Linked DNA regions of Sus scrofa: regions 1 and 2 are each linked to region 3. The links are chromatin contacts, called in public HiChIP or PLAC-seq and promoter capture Hi-C maps. All regions are on one chromosome and are shown on one strand. The core of a region is the stretch at or near the end of the contact, and the rest is flanking DNA. Distances in the headings are between cores, read along the strand shown.

Region 1 (4,618 bases), core at 1,219-3,718, 1.0 Mb before region 3:
AGGGCTTGAAGTGCATGAATACTCACCCTTTCTAGTTACGTTACTTGCAGGGAATATAATTAGAAACCAGAAATAGGGTTGTTTACAAATCCTGCTAAGGACATTTGGTGTGATCCTAGGAAGGCTTAGCAGAGATGTGATTATAGCTAAGAAAGCTCAAAACAAATTGAACTATAGGCTGAAGAAAGAATGCATTAACCACATGGGGCTGAGGTGGGGAAGAGATTCTTCTGGGTTTACCCAGGCAGGACAGAGGTATATTCACCAACTTCTGCAGCCACCAGCAAGGCACACCCTGATTTGAAGGTAGGGATACCTCACTGGGTACCAGGATCCTAGTAAGCACTTCTCCTAAAAAGTGGACAGTTATTTAGTCATAGCAAGTCTCATCCTGATTTAAATGCTGGTCACATGAAAGTTGGTTATAATGAGTCATCAACTGGTTCACCTCTAGATGCATGATAAAATTGAGGTCAGGACCTGCCTGGTGACCAATAGAAACCAATAGATTAAAGTTCTTCTACTTGGTAAGATCCTGAGTCCTAGTTAACAATAGCCACAGTCTTGCCTGTTATCTCCTCTGTTTCAAGACTGCCATAAAAGGGGGATGATGATCACAGCCAAAAAAGGGAGGAAAGTCCTAAAAAGGAAGGCAAGGTCAACATGGGCAAGTGCCACCAAGGGCATGCACGACAAGAGGGAGATTGAATTTTTCCATTAGATCTGGCAATTAGGTGGTGACTGATGCTGTTCACTGGAGTGAAAGGTTGACGAAAGAATGAGAGCTGAGGAAACGTTAACCTTAAGGCTGGAAATCTCTGAGGATCTGTGCTCTAGGTCATCTTTAAAAGTTTCCACGGGGTTTTACATTTGAATCATAGAGAATGCTTCTTGTCCCTCAATTCTCCAAATGTTGGCAAGCCAAATTTGAATCTTAACATCTGTCTCCTCAGTTCACCTCTGAGGTAGAGGAACTAAAGAGCTGTGCAATAACTAAGGTCAAAAAACAAGAGGAAGAAACCAAAGGCCTACAAATCCAAACTCCAAACAAATCAAGCCCTGAATAGGACAAGCGGTAACAAGTTGTGCTTCAAATTTAATATCCCTGTCTTGATTTAAAAAAAAAAAAAAAAAAAAAAAAAAAAAAAAAAAAAAAAAAGCAAAAACACCCAACACCAGAAACCCAAAAACGAGTGTCTGGAGAATCAAAAGGGACATCTTATAACTGGAATGCTTCTTTGAATCTCCTCAGCCCCTCTTCCTCCAAACTGATTGCTGTTCTTGCGTTGTGGGCATGTGTGAGCAAAAGTCTGGACCAAAGACTGGATGTTGTCCAGTGACTAGAGTACTGCATGTCATAAAAAAAGGTGAATAACAAGAACAACACACACATCTGCGTTTCCATAAGAAAGCACAGCTTTCCTTGACTATTTGCTATATTTGCGCGGGGGGCGAGGTGGGGGGGGGGAGCGGTTTTCTGAATCTGAGCCCAGCTCTTTCTAAACTTGGTTACTCACGTCTGATTCACTCGCTGTGTTTTTCGTCTCCTGTCTCTGTCATTGCCTGCTGCTGAGAAGGGGGTCGCTGAATCATTGCCACTCCAGATGAAAAGCAATTCAAACCCAGTCCTGAGGGGATGGAAGGGCCTTTTCTTTTTTTTTTTTTTAAGCGTCTGTGGAAAAAGCCTCCTCCTTGCTGGGGTGACAGTGAAAGGCAGTTTTGCAAGTCTCACCCCGGGGCTATGGAAGATTTTACTCCGTGAGCGTCAGTGAAGTACCGGTCATCTCACCGTTTCTAGCTTTCAGGTCCACTGGCCTCCGCCGACCCGGCGGAGCGGGGGACCGTGGGCCCGAGCGGCCTCGCAGCGCTCACCGCCGCTTTAAAAGCTCCCACAATGCAGCGCTGGCGTCCCAGTTCCGTTACAAGGTCTCTCCCGGCGCCGGCGAACCGGCGAGGAGAGGGCGGGGGAGTCGGGGAGCGGCGGCTGTAACCCGAGCACCCGGCCGAGGGGGGCGCCCCCGCGCCGCCGCTCTCGCGCGCTCAGCCCGCGGCCCGACAAAGGGGCGGAGCCGCCTGGCCGCTCGGCCCGGCCCGGCCCCCGGCCCGGCCCCCTTGCCCAGAGGCACCGGCCGCGGGAGCGAGCCAGCCGCCGAGTCCGCCGCCTGCGCTCGCCTGCCGCCCCGTACAGCGCCCGGAGTCCCGCTCCTCGTCGAGCCTCGCCTGCCCGCTCGCCCCCCGCACTGGCTCGGCTCTGGGGGCTGCTCCCGCCGGCTGCGCCGCGGCTGCCTGCGCGCTCGCCCACCCCTGTACCCCCGCCCGAGGCGTCCGCGCTCACCTAGCGCCAGGCGGGAGGTGAGCGGACAGGGAGCACCAGGGAGCCGGGGCCTCCCGCCGGTGCGGGGCGCGCGGCCCGCGTAGCGCAGGGGAGCGAGGCTCGCGGGGCTGCGCCGCCGGGGACGGGCGCTGGGCGGCCGCCGGGCTCCGGGCGCCGCCGCGTCCCCAGCGCTCCGGCGGGCCCCGCGAGGCGGCCTGCGGGGGCGGCGCAGTTGCGAAACTGAGTAAGTATTAACTTTACTCGGCGGCCGCGATCTCCGGGCAGCTTTCGGGACCCCTCCCTCCTTCCCCTGGAGCCTCCGGGCTCCCCCCTTCCCCGCCCCTCTCTCCGCACCTCTGGTTTCTTCGCCCCATCTGCCCTCGCCGCGGGCTCCCGCTTCCTCCGGTTCACCTTTTCCCCGCTGTCTCCCCTTTGCGCGTTCTCCCCGCCGCACACGCGCGCCTGACTGAGACTACGAGCTTGTTCCCAGTCTGTTTCCTCCCATTGCCCTTGGCCGGGGAGTTTAGAGGCCACTTTTGTTGGGAAGGGAAATGTACGTCTGGCTTCTTTAATATTTTTCTCTCCAAATGGAAATCGGATGCTTGCTTGCCGAGCGGCGGTTTGGTGAAAGCTTATTTTCTCCTTTGAAAAAAATGATTGGTTTACCGGTTTTTAAAATGTTTGAACGATTAACCATCCTCCGTCCCTATTCCCCCGTGCCGCCAACCCGTCTGGGGAGGGGAGTGCAGAAGACTTTCAAAGTAATTCCGTCTTGCAAACTGGAAACTTAGAGAGGATACGGCCCAGAAAGCTGAAAAAGATTGAACCTGAAGGGCCCTGAGCTTTGAATGTGGGTCCTCGTGTGGCACAGGGCTTACGCGCCGAGTACCTGGGTTCGTAATCGAGTGTTGCGTTGTTATTTTAACATAATAGAGCCGCCTGGTGTTGCTAAACCACTACTTTCTCAGCATCAGATGGCATCCAGTGCAGGGCAAGCTTTGGGTATAATTGCGGGTCAGATCTTTAGGCATTTAGACGGGAAATAGATGCAGGGCACGTTTCATAGCTGGTTTTCAACCCGGGATGTTAGCCTGTCAGTACATCAAAGCATTGCGTTGAAAAAATTCCTCCAGCCTGGTGCCAGCGAGGACCAACATTTTAGGGATTTTCTAGTATAATGTGGTTCAGCAGTTCTTCATTAGATATGTTTTGTTCGCAGGAAGCACCTTTAAATATGTATCGATCTCCGATTTTTCTGTCGGTTGAATTAACTACCCATTCTGGTAGGAGGCCCCAGGTAGTCTTTTTAAAAATTTTTTCTTTTCTCTTAAGTCTTTCATCGTTGGGTTGCCAGGAGTTGGTTTTCGTGCGAAAGAACAGAAAAAATGGGAAGACTTAATGTATTATCAGCATCCTCTTCTTTGCCTGGGTGAGGCGGTAGTGAATGCCACCTAGCCCTCTGCAGGGAGAGGTGCTGAGTGGAGGCAGGAACCAGGAGGCAGGACTGAGCACTGTCATTTTGAAAGGTGGCTTGTGTGAGGTTTTATCTTTTAGCTGGCATATTAATTGTACTTTTAATTCTATTTATCCTCATGGGGAACTCTCCCCAAACTATAAACATTACATGTGACCACACCCCACTTAAAGAAGACTGAGCATAACTTGATGATTGTTCTTTTGAAGGATCAAGACCCAACATAAATATAATTTGTAATGTAGATGGTAAATCCTTTCAAAAATCTCCCCTTCCTCATTTTCTCTCCTTTTAAGAGTCTCTAGCTGATACTCTCAATAATAGACACGTTTGGTAGTAATGCATTGAATTCTTTCTAGGGTCATTGATAAAGCCTGATTCCGAGGCTTCAATAGCTGAGGAGGGCATCAAAGAGCTCAGAGAGGGAGGAAATCATGGGACTCTGCAGAGAGGAAAGGCATTTCAGTTTGCTGAACTGTCAGCATGCTGCAAGGGAAAGCAGTAAAAAGAGGAATGTTTAAGTTGTTTTTAAGGTGCATGTTTCCTAAATTTGGCATTTGGTCGAGATATTTGGCAATTGCAGATTTTAAATTCTATTAGAATCAACTATAATGGAAAAAATCATAAAAAATAAATTCTATTAGGTTGTGGTATGATTTCTTTTTGCCTAATATTTTTAAAGTGTCATTTTTTTTTTACTTTTTAAAAAAATTATAGTTGATTTACAGTGTTGTCTCAATTTCTGCTATGTAGCAAAGCGACCCAGTCATACATATACGTGTGTGTGTGTGTGTGTGTGTATATATATATTCTTTTTCTCATATCATCCC
Region 2 (4,733 bases), core at 232-2,731, 1.7 Mb before region 3:
AGTGCTTTTAATGTGATGCAGGTTTGGGATAAGTACCTATCCTCACCCCTCTTGCAAATCATAAGAGCATCATGTAGTGGAGTATTTCTCAAAGTTCAGAGGGCATAAGAATCATGTGAGATGCTTGTGAAAAATACATATTCCTGGGCTAAAAGTATACACACTCACTTCCCTCTCCCAATTATAATTCAGTTCATGTTATGGGTTGAATTGCAACCTCTTAAAATTCATACATTCAAGTCCCATATCCCAGTATCTCTGAATTTTACCTTATTTGGAAAGAGGGTTGTTGCTGATGTAATTAAGATGAGGTGGATCTCTAACCCAATATGACTGAGGTCTTCACAAAAAGGGGAAATTTGGGCACAGACACATAGATACAGGGAGAATGCCAGCGAAGAATGGAATAAGCTGCCACAAGTCAAGGAAGTACCAGAAGGTAGGAAAGGGGTCTGAACAGATCCCTCCTCAGCACCTGCAGGGGGAGCAGAGCCCTGACAGCACCTTGATCTTGGACTTCTAGACTTTAGAATTGTGAAACGTTAAGTTTCTCTTGTTTAAGCCACTTAGCTGGTGATATTTTGTTACTTGGCAGCCCTAGGAAACTAATACTGTAGATCTGGAGTCTGGTCTGTTCCTGTAATCTGCATTTTAATAGATATTCCAGGTGTATTAGAAGCACATTTTCCAGAAACCACATTTTGAGAAACATCTAAGAATAAAAAAACTTACGCACCCGCTGGGAAATAATAAATAGGTGCTTACGGTTCTCTCAAGTTATCAGTAGCTTTAAGTCTGCTTAAAATCCCTTTCCATTTCTCCCTGACATGAATGGTCTCCTCACCCTATTTCTTCTCATCACTTCTGAAAAACTCATAATCATACTTTAAAATACTCCTTGAAAAGCACTGCTCTTCCCTTTCATGTTCCCCTCCCCTCTCCAGACCCAATTTCAACATTTCCAACTTTGTGTTACTCCAATGTAGTCACTTTGATAATTACAGTAATAAAACTGTATTGTAATTAATTTGCTGAGTCTGTTTTCCATACCAGGGAGTGGATGGAATATTCATCTTTGTGTCCTAGGCACAATGACCATTCCCCGTTTACGGAAATTGGTTTGGGCTCCCACCTGTCTGCGAAGGCCACAAATCAGGGGAATGCCCACTCCCACCAAGAGTATAAGCTCTCTCTTAAGTCGACTCGCTCCCCTCTAATAAAATATGATAGGCTCTTATTACATCATTTAATACAGTGCAAGAGAATCCACGCTCGCCCCTTCACGCGGTTCCCCACTTTCTCTGCTCACCATGCCGAGGAAAGCACCACCTCCGCAGCCTGCCAAGTGGTGTGAGCTCCTGGAGCTCACAGTGGTGTGGACTGAGGTCTTGGGTTGTCAGAACGACAAGCCCCGCCCCCTGGCGCCCCAGGGGAGGGGCGCGGAGCCGCTAGTCTGGGTCCGCGCAGTCGCGCTGGGGTTCTTCCGGACGGCGTCCCGCCCCCTTCCCCCACAGATCGCCCCATCTTCCCAACGCCCCGCCCCCGTGAGCGGCCAGAGGAGTCAGAGCGGCCAGAGAGTTTTACGGCAGTGACGAGCCGGAAAGCGTGTGAGTGCAGCGCAGGGGCGTTTAATTCTGTTTTCCGGATTCTGAGGTCTGGAGGCGAAGTAAGCTCTGGGCAAGACAGCCGGTGTGGGAAAGGGTTTCTGAACGCCTTTTGACTTTGACAGTCACTCTGTTTACGTGGAGCTGAGGCGTATCTTTCTGTACGGGTGTTTTGAGAAGGAAGGGAGCTGCCAGCTATACGCAGCTGGATCGAGTGGTTGACACGGGTCGGCTGCCTGGGCCGCCACCGCTTAGACCTGCGGGGCGGGGCTCTATTGACAGTTTAGATAAGAAGGTAGATAAATTGGCTCCCAGAGTGTTGGTTAATTCCAGAGTGTTGGTTAATTCGAAGTTAATGAGCTTTGGATTCTTCTTTCTTCCCTGCACATGGTTCTCTTTACTTCCTGGGCAAGGTATATGCCGTTTTGGGGTTTGTTTTTTCCCTAAGAGGAGCTCTGAGCAAGAGCTGGAAATGATTTAAAGCTGGTTCTGGGTAAAGTATTCCTTACAAGTGAAGTTCTCTAAGACCAGCAAGACTCGCAGTTATGTGCGCCCAAGGTCAAGGTCACAGATTTGTACAAACCGGTGGCACAACCCTTCGATTATCAGTCTACTGCCGCATGAAGAAACTCTTGGCAGCAAAGACCAACAGGAAAACTAGAAGAAATCAAGTTATTGAGAAATTAAGCTTCTTCCAAAGCCTATCTGAATTGTCTATGATTTTAGACCTAAATGCTGTTTTAGTGCATTGAAAGTATTGCCGTGTCTCATCTCTAAATTCTAATTTTATTAGGGCTATCCCTTCGTTGACGAAATATATTATTATACTTATTATTAATAAATAAGTATTGCTGACTGAGTTGGTCTTTGTGGGTTAAAGTGTTCATGCTTCCCAGATTGTGTAATAGTGATGACATCTCACCTCCAAATCCCTGGTGGCAAAAACATCTTAATGTTGGAGTTCCCAGTTGTGGGTCATTGGTTAACGAATCTGACTAGTATCCAAGAGGACCCAGCTTAGATCCCTGGCCTGGCTCTGTGGGCGGGTTAAAGATCCGGCCTTGTGGTGAGCTGTGGTTATATATAGATCGCAGACTGCGCTGGAATCCCGCCTTGCTGTGGCTGTGGCATAGGCCAGCGGCTACAACTCCCATTGGATCCCTAGCCTGGGAACCTGTTGTGTGCGGCCCTAAATTAAAAAAAAAAAAAAAAAAAAAAAATCTTGATGTCGACATCACAGGGTTCTGAGGCTTTTTGGTATGGAACTAAGTTTTTCTCTTCGTATTTCAACCCAGCTACTAATGTGTATGATACAAAACCTCAGTCAACTCTAATGGGGGTAAGGAGGTGTTGGAGGAGGTGTTGTGGTGATCACAAAAAACTTTTAAATGGTGGGCCTCCAGGAGAGCCTTGCTCAAGTTCCCTTTCCACCGACTTCCCTCCCAGGGAGGAGGATTTGCTATGGATGTGTTAGAACGTTTTGGACTGTGTTCTCAGGAATCACCATGCTATGAAATTATACCAGTGAGCTTAGTTCTCTACTACTCTTACAAGCTGCATAAGAAGGTCTATTTCCTGTTTTTTTAGCTTCAGACACTTGCAGTACTTACCCCTTCTGAACATACATAGCCATCTCTGTTCAACTCACTTCTATAATCGGGCTTCTAGGTGGGCCTAGACAAAGCAAGTATACCAGCTTTTGGAGGCAAAAATCTCTTGCCACCTCCCTCTTGGATTACGTATCTTTTGGTGCTGGCAAGTGTGTTGGGATAAATTTTTGTGTTAAGTTTTTTAGGCTTAACTACTTTAGGGAAATATGCTCATCTGTTTGAGTCAAGTCTGAGCTTCAGGGAGAAGAGTGGTTAACAGCTTTGGCACCATAACCCCTAGTAAAATGAGAATTCCCATTTAACCCAGACCTGGAGTTGGTTGTCTTAAATCCTTAGCCCACAATCATTAGGAAAGAGCTATCAGTGTAGATTGTACACCCACCCCATCCAAGTTCTCAGAACAATGGTGGACCTCCCTCAGTCCCTAATGCGATTGGCTCTTTACAATGAACAGTAACCTCGGTGACTTTATGCAGGGTTAAGGAGCAGCCCCAGGTCCCGGCTTCATTAAAATTGTTCACTAATTCTGAATTCTAGGAAACCTATTTCTCCCAAAGGCTAAAATAAACTTAACTGCCTGGAAATCAGCATGCACTAGTAAAAGCTTCTTTAATTCCTATAAATTAACATATCAAAGAGTGGGACAAATTTACCTTAGTCACAGCACCTACTTTTTTGCTGGGAAGGTCCTTTATTAGGCCTAATTTGTAAAAAGGGAAACAGCCAAAGAGGACAATTTAATCCACATCTCTAAAAGCTTTTACAAATTACAAATTATGAATTAAGTAGAGCCATGCTCTTTGCCAGGAGTTTAACAGGCTATAATTTGCAATTTGAAATTACATCTAATGTGGATTTAATTTATAATTATCTTAACTAACCCACAGTCTCATGGTTTAGATTATCTACTTCCATGTGTACCACAGTATCTCCCAGCCCTACTCTTAGCATCTTGCTAGCCTAGCCACACTGTTTTTTAAAGTTTTACTAAAGTATAGTTGACATACAATCACTACACTTACTAAGTATAAATACAATTTGATAAATTTGATACATGCCCACACCTATGAAACCCTCAAGCAATCATAATAAAGATATCCATCATCCCCATGAATTTCCTCCTGCCTCTTCATTCCTCCTTCCTGGTGTCTAGCCCTTGACTCCCATTCACAGGCTGCTCTATTATTTTAGAGCATTTTAAGCTTCTTGGTGTTATTCTCCATCTATGCTGAGAGCAATCTGAGTGGCCCAAATTAGCTCTCCAGGTACCAATTTCTGTTTTGTTTTTTTTTTTTTTTTATTAGTGCTCTGTTTATGACTGCATAGGATTTGAGTGGTATGCCCTAAACCTATTTCCCCCCCATAAGTCCTGTTATTTTTAACGTGTTTTTGCAAAATGAAAGGTTTTTTTTTTTGGACTACATACACTTATGTCTCAACACACCTCCCACAGAATGCTAACTTCAAAGGGAAAAAAGTAAACTTTACAGTGGAGAGTCCTGACAAACACCACCTTAAT
Region 3 (4,652 bases), core at 1,364-3,863:
ATGCACAAGTTACAGGGGGGCTAAAAACAATTTTTATTTTAATTTGGAATATATCTAAATGTATAAATTATATTAGACTCTCTAGGTTCAGCCTTACAGTTACTATCCTGCCTGGGCCAGTCTACAAAGTGGCTAGATCCCAGCCTACTATGCTGCTCCAAATGACACAGAAAGCAAATCATCCACTTGCGGCTAACCAAATGACATTCCCAAAATAAAACAGTTGAGATTCTGAAACCTGAAGATAATTTTCATATTTGGAATTTCTATCAGTCTTCCACTTCTCTTCTTAGTGATAAAAATAATTTCCACTTGGCATTCTTAAAAGCATTTCTTTCTAATATGGCCAAGTCCTGTGGCAGTTTAGGACATTTTCATTAAAACTCTAAGTAGCCAGGCTCAAACTCTGGTTCTGCCTCTAACTAGTGATATGACTCAGGGCTAGCTGCTTCTCTTTATCTCAGGTTCTGCCATCTCTAACATGGCAGTAATAATCATAGCTGATATTCAGATGGTACACACAAACACAATTTGACAAAGTGCTTACAACCAAAATCCCTTCTGCTTAGGCTGGCAACAATTCTCCATGGTCAGTGTTTGTTCCATTCTGGTTATTTTATACTTTGAATACTGTCCCAGCAATTATAGTAGCTACCTCAAAGGATTGATGAGAAATAGACCACATTTTTAAAGTCGTAAATAAACAGTTGTAAGTCAAATCTATAGCAAACTCATATACAAAGAAGGTACTAGGCAGTTAAGTACATCCCCCAGATCATGATTTTACTTGTATTCACACTCACCAGCTTTTTGAAAGGAAATATATCATACATTATTCTACAATATTCCATGGAAGATTCTACTGAGCAAGTCCATAATGATTTAGATATGGGGGCCAAAGGGATGATTCCTTGGGTCCTATTCTTCACCAGCATATCAAACTCCACATGCTGTCTGCATGATTCTGCCATGTAAGGGCAGTGATCCACAACAAATACTGTTTTATGGGATTCAGAAAAAATCTTCATTTTGTTTTAACCTGTAAGGGATAAAATACATTAGCCAAACATACATAACATTTACTATCTTAAATTATTTCTAATGAATGTGTCTTTTCCTCAAGAAGATTTGGTAGGGGACATGAACAATCAGTATTCAAAGGAATTTATCCAACAAAGGACAAATTTAATGAGGTCATGACCATAGAGTAACTATCAATTCAAGGGATGAACTACACCATATTAACCTGTCACAGGCAAGATTACAACCCATGTATATATATATTTTTGCTTTTGGAATGAACTTAAATTTGTCAGAAGAAAACATTTCTACAAATAATCGTACTTGTTTCCCTTACATAACACATAATAGCGACAAATACTCTTCAAATACACTTTTGATGATCCTTGTGAGTTGACATCAATCACATAAAAACCTGCAAACCAACCCAGGTCAGCATTTTTGGGCTTCCCTCCAAAAAAAATCTCAAGACTTCTGAAAAAAGGTTTGGAAACTGGAAAGAGGAGTGACAACAAAAGGGAAGCCCCAAACATAAACATTTCCTAGGATAACTGCATTATTAGATTTTCGCATTAGGATAAGGACCTCAAATTCACACTCTCCCCATTAGCTTTAGAAACACCACAGTAATTTATCATGTAGAACAGAAAAACTTATGTGCTATTATCACACTGATGGGAGAAAGAACTTTTAAAACTTTCTTACAAAAACTCCCTTGCTTCGCTAATACAATCTTATACCGAATAGACAATTCACATTCGAAAAGCACATGGTAAACAGAGCAAAAGTGTTCATCAAAACGAACCGATTTTTTACAGCCCGGCCGCTTTCAAACGCATTTCCCCTTCATGCAAAACTCTTCTTTGAGAAACCTAGACACACTCTGCCAGAGGGTGGGGGGTGGAAAGTACAAGGTGAGTGGATAGGGAAGATCTCAGGATCGAGGTTCGCTTACTTTCGTGCCTGGTCTTGCAGTGAAAACGAACAGAGGCTAAGAACCACAGCCTCTCTGGAAAAGGCTGCTGGCTGGGTGGGGAGGGTCAGCGCACAGTCAGGAATGTCTGGTACCAAAGACCGGGGACTAGGTTTTCCCCGCTCATCTCCTAGCACACCGGTCCTTCCCAGGCTTCCTAAATGCAGGAGCGCGCGCGCGCCTGCGCGTGAACACAAACACTCACACACTCGGACTGGCGCGTGCGCAAAGCGCCCTTGACAGCCCCGCCAAGCTGCCCTTCCCCCTCGGTGGGCCAGACACTAAGGTCTCTAACAGGAAGAGGGCGGAGCCAAGGGGAAAAGAATGCCTCCAACCATCAGGATTTTCTATCCGCTAATTTTCCCAGTCACCCATTGGGAAGATTGATCCGGGCGACCTGAGAACCTCCCCACAGCGAAGTACCAACCACAGCACCAGCTAAAGCAGCCACGGTCCCCTAAGCGTAAGGCCCTCCCACCAGGTCTCCCTTCTCAGTCTCTCCAACCCAGGCCGATTTCCCCAAGCAAAATTCGCGAGACTTAGCGAGAGGCCGAGCAAAAGCCAGAATGTGGATCAGTGGGGAGGGACGTATAAGTGCCCCGCCCCTACCTCTTGCGCATGTCAGCTAGAGGCCTCAAGTAAATCGCCGGGTTCTGCCCCCACGGTAACGCGAGGGAGGAAGTCTCGCGAGGTTGAGGCGCTCTGAGAGCGCAGGTCGGAGGCGGTGAGCGGAGGTTTTTACCCTGACCAGTAATGGGACTGATCACCTATGACCCTCCCATCTGCCCCAACACTACCTCTGCTGGGGTCTGCGTCTGCTATTGAAGAAGCTGAACAAGCGAGAGGAGTCTCTTCCCTTGGGTGCATAGGTCCCCGTTGGCAGAGGCTTTGAGTCCTAGTCGCCACAGCTGACGGCTGCGAGGGATTGAGATCAGAGTAAGTGGAATCAGTCCAGGGACCAGAGCGGGTTTAAGAGAGTCGGAAGCTTCCTTCCCCTGACGGTGCTCTTTGCCCCACCTCTTGAACCACCGGCTGCCCGTGCCTGGGCGCGGTAGTTCCTCTCTGTTCTCAGCTCTGAGACCGTCTTTCCGGAGCTGAGGTACGGAAAGTTTGATGGAAACCCTTGGCCCAAATCTTGTGGACACACCTTTCGTCTCTGTTTTCTTCCTGCCTAACCCACCTGGGAGCTCAGCATTTGCGAGGCGGGGTGGGGGTGGTCGGCAGGGATGGAAGAGGCGTCCTTTTCAGTTTTCAGTTTACCCCTTTGCAGAAGATGACTTGGTTAATCATTACTTCTTTCTTGAAACCGCCCTCCAAGAAGTATTGCTCTTTTCCTAGTTCTCTTCCTGGATAATCATACTGCCTTGAAGCTGCCCTCCAAAGAATCCTATCTTTTCCTGGTTTTCTTCCTGCCTTTCTTCTGTATCTCATCTCAAATGATGGTATACCTGTATCCATCCTGCTGTCCAGATTAGGAACCTAAGGCTCATCCTTGGCTTATTTCCACTTTCACTGCACTATGGTATTTCTTCTTTGACCAGAATCATTGCCCACCCCCAACTGATTTCCCTACCGTCATCCTTCCCTGCCATTCTGAAATACAAAATCTGTTTATATCAACCCTTTCTTTACACCTTTTTAGTATCGATATTGCTGACCAAATTGTTAAGTATATCACTTAGGACCTTTTACTGTGTGTCCTAATCCACTTTACCTTTTCCGTCTTTTTTTGCCTCGCCTCCAAATACCTCAGTATCCTGTCATGCCAGACTACTGGCTGTTTCTCCAACGCTTTCACAAGCCTTTGTATATGCTGCATCATCTGCCTTTAATGCTTACTCTTCCTTTTTTTAAAAAGCACCTATCAAGATCCAATTCATAGACTTCTCAGATTCCTCCAGGTGACACTGATAGTACCACCGTGCTCCCAAAGCACTTAAAATAGTCCTTTTGCAGTGTTTTTTAGATTGTGTGAGACATTATTTGTTCAAGTATCTGTCTCTTGTGCCCGTTTGCGCTTGAGCTGGAATCATGTCTTATCTTTCTCTAACAGAAGTTCGTCCAATGCTTGGCACATAGCAGATATTATTTATATATATATGTGTGTGTATGCGTATTTATAATGTAATAGAACCCTGACCTGTTTTGAATATGAGGAACCTTGTTACCCCAACACACAAGGAGTTGTACTTTTAATATCTATTTGTTGAGGTTGTGCATAGTAGCAAAAAACTTCTATGCTTTTAAATGATTTTGTATTTTATTATTACCAGTCTCTGCCTATAAAAAAATAGTGGGATATATATGTATGAGAAATATTTAGACTATAGACCATGCTTGGTGTAAGTATATCCATGTAACTCTTCCAATGAATCCTTGCCCATAGGTTAGAAATAATCAAGATTAGGTTAGTCCTTTGCTGAATTGTCTTTCCTGTTTGAACATATGTATGTGCAACTTATATTTAGCTACAATTCCAAGTAGCATGTAGTTAAAAAAAAAAATTCTTCTGTGTCCTTACTTTCAAATTCTGTTCTTCCTTTAAAAATTCATTTTCTTCATAAAGCTCCAAATGTGTTCATTCCACCATTTTCAAGGACAGTGAAAATTTCTTGTACTTTCTCATACAATGATATGTCTGTATGAGATGCTTTTCTAA

Evidence for each region. Promoter capture Hi-C pulls out the DNA fragments that hold promoters and counts their contacts. HiChIP or PLAC-seq counts read pairs in DNA pulled down with a chosen protein or histone mark.
Region 1: an H3K27ac HiChIP or PLAC-seq map of skeletal muscle shows a contact between it and region 3, with 3 times the contacts expected there. The contact joins the promoter of RASSF8 here to the promoter of FGFR1OP2 in region 3. A contact is called at or near these places in 1 of 47 Hi-C or Micro-C datasets (heart right ventricle) and 1 of 2 datasets of contacts at active chromatin or transcription factors (skeletal muscle).
Region 2: a contact with region 3 is called in a promoter capture Hi-C map of liver, with 3 times the contacts expected there. The contact joins the promoter of ETFRF1 here to the promoter of FGFR1OP2 in region 3. A contact is called at or near these places in 1 of 5 promoter capture datasets (liver) and 1 of 47 Hi-C or Micro-C datasets (heart right ventricle).

Annotation. Positions count from the first base shown.
Region 1 is chr5:47,845,320-47,849,937 of Sscrofa11.1, reverse strand. RASSF8 (ras association domain-containing protein 8) reads left to right here and starts at 2,468. Exons shown (of 6, transcript XM_005653134.3): 1 at 2,468-2,558. LMNTD1 (lamin tail domain-containing protein 1) reads right to left here and starts at 1,639. Exons shown (of 18, transcript XR_002344073.1): 1 at 1,518-1,639.
Region 2 is chr5:48,552,337-48,557,069 of Sscrofa11.1, reverse strand. ETFRF1 (electron transfer flavoprotein regulatory factor 1) reads left to right here and starts at 1,481. Exons shown (of 3, transcript XM_003126426.5): 1 at 1,481-1,607. It overlaps CASC1 (protein CASC1), which reads right to left and starts at 1,428. Exons shown (of 16, transcript XM_021092191.1): 1 at 1,310-1,428. The coding sequence starts at 1,312.
Region 3 is chr5:46,822,023-46,826,674 of Sscrofa11.1, reverse strand. FGFR1OP2 (FGFR1 oncogene partner 2) reads left to right here and starts at 2,613. Exons shown (of 6, transcript XM_005664032.3): 1 at 2,613-2,929. INTS13 (integrator complex subunit 13) reads right to left here and starts at 2,165. Exons shown (of 17, transcript NM_001243595.1): 1 at 1,976-2,165; 2 at 804-1,039. The coding sequence starts at 1,028.